Linked DNA regions of Danio rerio: region 2 is linked to region 1. A link is a contact called in public Micro-C data. All regions are on one chromosome and are shown on one strand. Each heading gives the region's core, a stretch centred on a gene start, on an enhancer-like site or on the middle of the called end of the contact. The rest is flanking DNA. Distances are from core to core; before and after follow the strand shown. Region 1 has its middle 36 kb from the start of smtla. Region 2 has its middle 29 kb from the start of fli1.

What was found. Hi-C and Micro-C count contacts between places; a contact is called where the count stands out from the background.
Region 2: a Micro-C map of caudal fin shows a contact between it and region 1, with 12 times the contacts expected there. The contact joins two enhancer-like sites. A contact is called at or near these places in 3 of 18 Hi-C or Micro-C datasets (caudal fin, hematopoietic stem cells and an unstated tissue) and 1 of 4 datasets of contacts at active chromatin or transcription factors (caudal fin).

Annotation. Positions count from the first base shown.
Region 1 is chr18:51,249,351-51,253,362 of GRCz12tu, forward strand. No RefSeq gene overlaps it. Among named protein-coding and RNA genes, the nearest start is that of smtla, 36 kb to the left of the region's middle. Within about 2 kb of position 1,926, at least 3 of the 62 cell types and tissues checked have an H3K27ac peak or open chromatin away from gene starts, as enhancers often do.
Region 2 is chr18:51,498,604-51,502,615 of GRCz12tu, forward strand. No RefSeq gene overlaps it. Among named protein-coding and RNA genes, the nearest start is that of fli1, 29 kb to the right of the region's middle. Within about 2 kb of position 2,303, at least 14 of the 62 cell types and tissues checked have an H3K27ac peak or open chromatin away from gene starts, as enhancers often do.

The DNA.
Region 1 (4,012 bases), core at 676-3,175:
TTGGGGGCGGCACGGTGGAGCAGAAAGTAGCACAATCGGCTCACAGCAAGAAGGTCACTGGTTCGAGCCCCGGCTGGGTCAGTTGGTGTTTCTGTGTGGAGTTTGCATGTTCTCCCAGTGTTTGCGTGGGTTTCCTCCGGTTTCCCCCACAGTCCAAACACATGCGCTATAGGTGAATTGATGACCTAAATTGGCCATAATGCATGTCTGTGAATGAGTGTGTATGGGTGTTTCCCAGTAATGGGTTGCAGCTGGAAGGGCATTCGCTGCGTGAAATATATGCTGTATAAGTTGGCGGTTCATTCCGCTGTGGCGACTCCTGATGAATAAAGGGACTAAGCCAAAGGAAAATGAATGAATGAATGAAAGAAACTGAACCCAAACAAACCACTAAATATAGTCCAGATACCTACTGAATTCTGGCTTATGTTTAAAAAACCAGTGAATCATTTGTCAGCGTCTCAGCAGATGAGTTAAAGTTTTAAAAAAGGCTGTTGAAATTAAAAAGAAATCCACTATTTCTCTAATTTTTATGCTACTGTATCTGGAAGCCATCTACTCACAGCTGTTCTCTCTCTCTCTCTCTCTTTCTCTCTCTAGTTGCTTTATTGGTATGACATTTAGTACAGTATTGCCAAAGCATTGTAGATAAAATATGTAATACATCAACATCATCAAATTAATAACAAATACAGCAAATGAGAACTAAATTACAGGATAAATGAATGAAAACAGACATTATCTCTAAAACGAATATTCATTATTAATTAGAATAAAACCTGCATATATTTTGCAGCCAGTTTAGATGTCATTTCGTCCTCTCCGACTATACAGTACTTTTTTTTTTAATCGTTTAGATTAAATAATCTGTTATTTACTTTTTCTTGTGGATGTTTGGTTATCTTGGGCAGATACAAAAAAAGTGCAAAAGATGATATTATTGGTAAAAAAAAAAAGAAAGAAATGCCATCAAATATACTTATGTGGCCGTTAATATACCTGGGCGTAGTAAAGTCTATGTGTGGGAAGAACTGCATACAATTGAAGTCAGTATTATTAGCCCCCCTTGTTTAACAGAGCAAGGATATTTTCACAGTATGATAATATTTACATAACAGGACACATTTCACTGAATTAACCTTTAAAATAAAAGCACTGTGATGGTGTCATAGTTTAATGGTAAAATAGATCATAATTTCGTAGTTACAGCAAGGTAACTAAAAATACATTTGACATAAAAGACCTGCCATTGAATAGTACAGACAAAATAAGTCTATTTTATTACCAAAGTTCAAGCATAAGTACAGTTGAAGTCAGAATTATTCGCCCCCTTTTGAATTGGTTTTTCTTTTTTAAATATTTCCTAAATGATGTTTAACAGAGCACGGAAATTTTCACAGTATGTCTGATTTATTTGTTTTATTTCGGCTAGAATAAAAGCAGTTATTAATTTTTTTAAACACCATTTTAAGGACAAAATTATTAGCACCTTTAAGATATTTTTTTTTTCGATAGTCTACAGAACAAACCATCATTATACAATATCTTGCCTAATTACCCTAACCTGCCTAGTTAACCTAATTAACCTAGTTCAGTCTTTAAATGTCACTTTAAGCTGTATAGAAGTGTCTTGAAAAATATCTAGAGAAATATTGTTTACTGTCATCATGGCAAAAATAAAATAAATCAGTTATTAGAGGTGAGTTATTAAAACTATTATGTTCAGAAATGTGTTGAAAAAAAAAATCTTCTCTGTTTAAAAGAAATTGAGAAAAAAAAGGAAAAAAAACGGGGGGTAATAATTCTGACCTCAACTCTTTGTGCCTATATATAGGCCTAAATATTGATGTTTTTTTGGTTAATGCTGCCATATTGTATTTTCAGATAATGTCCAGCAGATGGCAGTCAAAGCCCTTCTAATATTCCAGCCTCCTTCCCTCCAGACGCTGCGTGGCACATCATAAACACAAGGCCAAATAATCGTTATCAGGAATGAAGCTTCACTGCTCGCTCATTGTCGGCTCTTCAGAAGTTCACAAAGATCTAGATATGGCCTTGTTTGCGCAGTATAGATTTATGATAGAGAGACCTCCAACTGCAGGAGTCTTTACTGCTCGAGCCGCCGATGATTCTAGCAGATGTGTTTCTGTGTGAAGGACTCCGACCATCTCATGGAGAAATAACAACAATAAAAAACAATCACATTTCTTCCTGGCCACAAATTCCCATCTCATGTGATCCGATAAGGCCTGTTGGGTTGGCTTTTAATGGGATTAGCAGGTCAAAAGGCACCTGCTTTTCTTCCTTAGCGGAAAATAGGTTGAAATGAGTTTATTCGGAGAGAAATAACAACCTGAGTTCAGTTTACTCACCTGCATTCTGCTGAGATGCTGATTCACAGTTTTGTTTTTCTGACGAAAGCTAGAAGTCTGTAATTATCTAACCAACTTTACTGTATTTACTGATTTGTTTGGGTTCAGTTTCATTGATTTGCCTTAGTCCTTTTATTCATCGGGGCTCATCACAGCGGAATGAACCGGCAACTTATCCAGCATATGTTTTACGCAGCGAATGTCCTTCCATCTGCAACCCATTACTGGAAACACCCATACACTCCCATTCACACTCATACACTACGGCCAATTTAGTTTATTAGATTCCCCTATAAGCGCATGTGTTTGGACTGTGGGGGAAACCAGAGCACCCGGAGGAAACCCACACCAACATAGGGAGAACATGCAAACTCCACACAAAAATCACAACTGGCCCAGCCGGGACTCGAACCAGCAACCTTCTTACTGTGAGGCGACTGAACTATTTATTAAGTTAATATGACCTGCAATCGTGCATAGGATTTACAATTGATATAATTATGAATTTATTAATGAATATGAAATGTTTTCAAAACCATGGATTATTATTTTTTTTTTACATTTCAGGATACAAAAATGTCTTATATCAAGTTCTTCTAAAAATATTATCACATTTTATATATAATTTATATAATATTAAATCATAAAAAGCTAAATATGCTAAATATGTTGAGTCAATTTTGATTACATGGAATACTTAAAAGTATGGCAGCTGATATCAAAAGAGTGATTACTATTATTAGTAATAGTATTATTAGTAGTAGTAATGTCATATTCACAAAGTATGTGAAAGACTAAAATAGCATTTTTCCATAAAGTATACTTAATAAAACTTCAACTGTAAAGCATTACACATATACTTTCATTTATTTTTACAATGTAGATCATTGTCTAATGTAATTGTTTATTATTTTTATATTAGGTTTCACTGTATATCATCTGATACTATACATTTATCAGGGATGAACAATTTATCATTTGAGCATCAATATCGCAATGTGTGTTTCCGCACAGGTCACATCGCAGGATTAGATAATTTATTAAAGATTAAAAGATTATTTATTAGATATTATTATGTATTAATTTACTTGTCAATTCAAGTACTTAAATACTGTTAGACTCTCCAGAAAACCATAAGCCCTGTTTACTTATTGATTTTTGCTTATAATTTATTATAATTTATGCAGATGCACTGCATAGAAAAAGACTTTAACGTCTCAGTTTATCTCAATTAATGAAATCGATCCAAACAGAGCTGTTTAAATCATCTGGTGAAATTATATCCATATCAAAACATATATCACAGCAAAACAAAATATTGCAATGTCACATTTTTTCAATATCATGCTTCCCTAAAATATATATATATATATATATATATATATATATATATATATATATATATATATATATATATATATATATATATATATATATATATATATACACATATATTTATATATACAGTGCTCAGCATAATTGAGTACACCCCATTTTAAAAATTATTATTTTTATTGATCTCTCACTGTGAATATAGGCATTATAATAAGTATATATATATATATATATATATATATATATATATATATATATATATATATATATATATATATATATATATATATATATATATATATATA
Region 2 (4,012 bases), core at 1,053-3,552, 250 kb after region 1:
CAATTATTTACTTTTTAAATATTCAAGTGTGCCTTTTGAAATGGTATCGCTCAGTGTCAGCATGTGATAGAGTTGAACTGCACACACACACACACACACACACACACACACACACACACACACACACACACACACACACATTGATTGTGTGGAATCCAGCATTTGTTTATAGTGTACATTGAAACCATATTAAATTCTAGTAAAGTATACCCTTTAAATAAGTGTTCTTTACAGTAAACAACATTTGTAAAGCTAAAATATGAGTTCAATAATGTGCCTTTCATTAATATAAAAATAAAAACAACATATTATTTCCTCTTTATAAAAGTATGAGTTATTACATTTCATTTTATTATACTGTATATTAATTATTGTTTACGAATAGGTAAAGCCTAATGGACTGAACGATAGTCACAAAGTTTAAAGCTGCAAAATGACAATGATTGTTTAGGAGCTGTATTGTAAATATGAATTATATTATTGTGTTGTATTAATTATTATTACTATTATTATTATTATTTTTATTATTATTATTATTATTAATTATGTTGTGTTAAATATTATTAGTAGTAGTAGTTATATTATTGTTTTACGTTAATTATAATATTGTTATTTATTATTATTTTATTATTAGTAATAGAAGTAGTTATATTATTGTTTTATATTAGTTATGTTATTGTGTTACATCAATTATTAATAATAAAATTTTTGTGTTATATTAATTATAATTATTATTTGTGTTATTGTGTTATATTAATTATATTATTGTGTTATAATAATTATTATTATAGTATTGTGTTATATTATTATTATTATTAGTAGTAGTAGTAGTAGTAGTAGTAGTTATATTATTGTGTTACATTAATTATTATTATTAATTAATTTTTGTGTTATATTAATTATAATTATTATTTATGTTATTGTGTTATATTAATTATAATTATTATTTATGTTATTGTGTTATATTAATTATTATTATAATTTATAATATTGTGTTATAATAATTATTATAGTATTTTGTTATATTATTTAGTATATTAATTATATGTCTGTGTTATAATAATTATTATTATTTATATTATTGTATTTTATTAATTATTATTAATTATATTGTGTTATAATAATTATTATTATTTTAGTATTGTGTAATATTATTTAGTATTATTATTATTATTATTATTTATATTATTGTGTTATATTATTATTATTATTAATTATATTTTTGTGTTATAATAATTATTATTAGTTATATTATTGTATACAATTATTACTATTATTAATTATATTCTGTTATATTAATTATTATTAATTACATTATTGTGGTATATTGATTATTATTAACATTAAATATATTTTTGTGCTATATTAATTATTATTATTAATATAATATTTTTGTGCTACATTTTTATTATTAATTATATTGTTGTAATATATTAATTAGTATTATCAATTATATTGTTGACTTATATCAATTATTAATATTAATGAAATAATTGTCTTGTACTAAATTTAATTAATTATATTGTTGTCTTATGTTAATTAATACTTATTGTATTGTTGAAATATATTCATTATTAATAATTATATTGTTGTCTTTTGTTAATTATTATTTTAAATTATATTACTCTGCTATACTATTATTATTATTATTATTTTTAATTATTATTATTATTTATATTGTTGTGTTATACCTTCTCACCAAATTACTTTACATTTTAGAGGGTGTTTTTTGTAAACAATGATAAAAATATACACTAATGAGCTGAAACAACACAATTCTTGAGTTTTTCAGGGGGTAACTTACTTGTTTTATGTTCAATCCACTTAAATTTGTAAAAACTAAACTAATCTATTTGATTTGTGCTGGTGCAACATGAAGGAAATAAGTTAACTTGTTCGTTTTTACAAATTTGACCGGATTGAACATAAAACTATTAAGTTGTTAAGTGTTGTTTCAGCGCAGTTTAAATACATTGTTTGAACAGAGCAAATGGCATCAGTGTGTAATAGTCATTGTTTTTGGCTCAGAAAAAAAATGCATGTCTCAATTATGTCCCATCATTCTCAATTTCTTGTCTCAAAGAACCCCCTGGTGGTGAAGGAGCGCCAGTGCAGGTTTCACTCAGACAAGGGATCAATAGTGTCCTGCTTTATTGGATCCAGATTTGAGCGTTTCAGAGCCACAGATGAATGAGTTTTGTAGTCTGGTGAGCGGCTCACGTCGGGTTCACCCTGTCAGACACGTCTGCTGGGGCTTTGGGGGGGAGGCCCTCAAAGCAAATGCCTGAGAAAAAATAAAAGAGCATGGCACGGTAAACCTGAGAGTCCTGTCCTGCTTCCCCAGGAACAACACGCTCTCTCAGGGCCCGGCTGTGGACAGAAATGAGAGGTGACAGCGTATTCATTTCAGCTGCTGCTTTTCTTTAAGGGCCGCTAAAAGCCTGCTGAATGATGAGTGGTCGGAGGATTTATTGAGGAGAGATGATTTTAAATTCTCTTAGACGAGGTGTGCAGTCATGCCTCGACTCTGTGTTTTATTTTTTCACCCACATGGCTCTATTTCACCTGGCTGGAGTCTTATGTTAAGATTAATACCTTGGAGTTTCATTGAGGGTTGGTGAATGAAATGAGAACAGATATTATTAGTAATTGCAGCCTGGTGTTATGTCTGGGTATATATACACACACACACACACACACACACACATTTAAAGTCAGAATTATTAGCCCCCCTGTTTATTTTTTCCCAATTTCTGTTTAACAGAGAGCAGATTTTTTTTCAGCACATTTCTAATCATAATAGTTTTATTAACTCATCTCTAATAACTGACTTTATTTTATCTTTGCCATGATGACAGTAAATAATATTTGACTAGATATTCTTCAAGACACTTCTACACAGCTTAAAGTGACATTTAAAGGCTTAACTAGGTTAATTATATAGTTAGGGTAATTAGGCAAGTTATTGTAAAACGATAGTTAGTTCTGTAGACTATCGAGAAAATATAGCTTAAAGGTGCTAATAATATTGACACTAAAATGATGTTTAAAACATTAAAAACTGCTTTTATTCTAGCCGAAATAAAACAAATAAGACTTTTTCCAGAAGAAAAAATATTATCAGACTTACTGTGAAAATTTCCTTGCTCTGTTCAACATCATTTGGGAAATATTTAAAAAAGAAAACTAAATTCAAAGGGGGGCTAATAATTCTGACTTCAACTGTATATATATATATATAATAGTGGTGGGCCGTTATTGGTGTTAAGGTGCTGCGTTAACAGGAGACTTATCGCACGATTAAAAAAAATATCGACGTTAATCTATTCTCAAAGTTGGGTTGGGAGATGGGTCTATTCTACGCAAGCTATGATGACTTTCACCTTGATATTTCAGCACGGATGTATACCTGACCGGTGAGCCGTCTGACAAAAAAGTGCCCTTCTGAATCAAATCAGCAGGATGCCTGCCTTTAACTGCAGTTCAGCACTTTCACTTTCACTCATGAACATTTCATTCATGCCGCCGTGACAAACTGAGGTATTAGACGCAAATAAGGAGTAAGGACTGGTGAGAGTGTTATGGAATTTAATAACGCGCACCAAATGGAAAGATGTGTGTGTGTGTGTGTGTGTGTGTGTGTGTGTGTGTGTGTGTGTGTGTGTGTGTGTTTGTGTGTGCGCATTTGTGTGGTCCTTTACTGACAGCCGTGTGTGTGGATCTTGTCGGAAATATGGCCAAAAGTTCTACATGACGGTAATAGTTTGACTGCGTTGTGTGGTTCAGTTATGCCACTAATATCTGCATACTCCACATGTCTTATTTCCATTTCTGTTTAGTTCAGTTATGACTTTAGTCGGATTACGGTGATCAAAAATCGCTGTTTGGAGCTTATGTAGGCCTACCAGCCTGATCTCACGAGGAAACGTAAGTATTTTACGTTTTGCCAGTTTAGTGACGAATTCGTTCAGTCGTACGAAAATGTACGATTTTAAAAAGGAGGCATGGCACC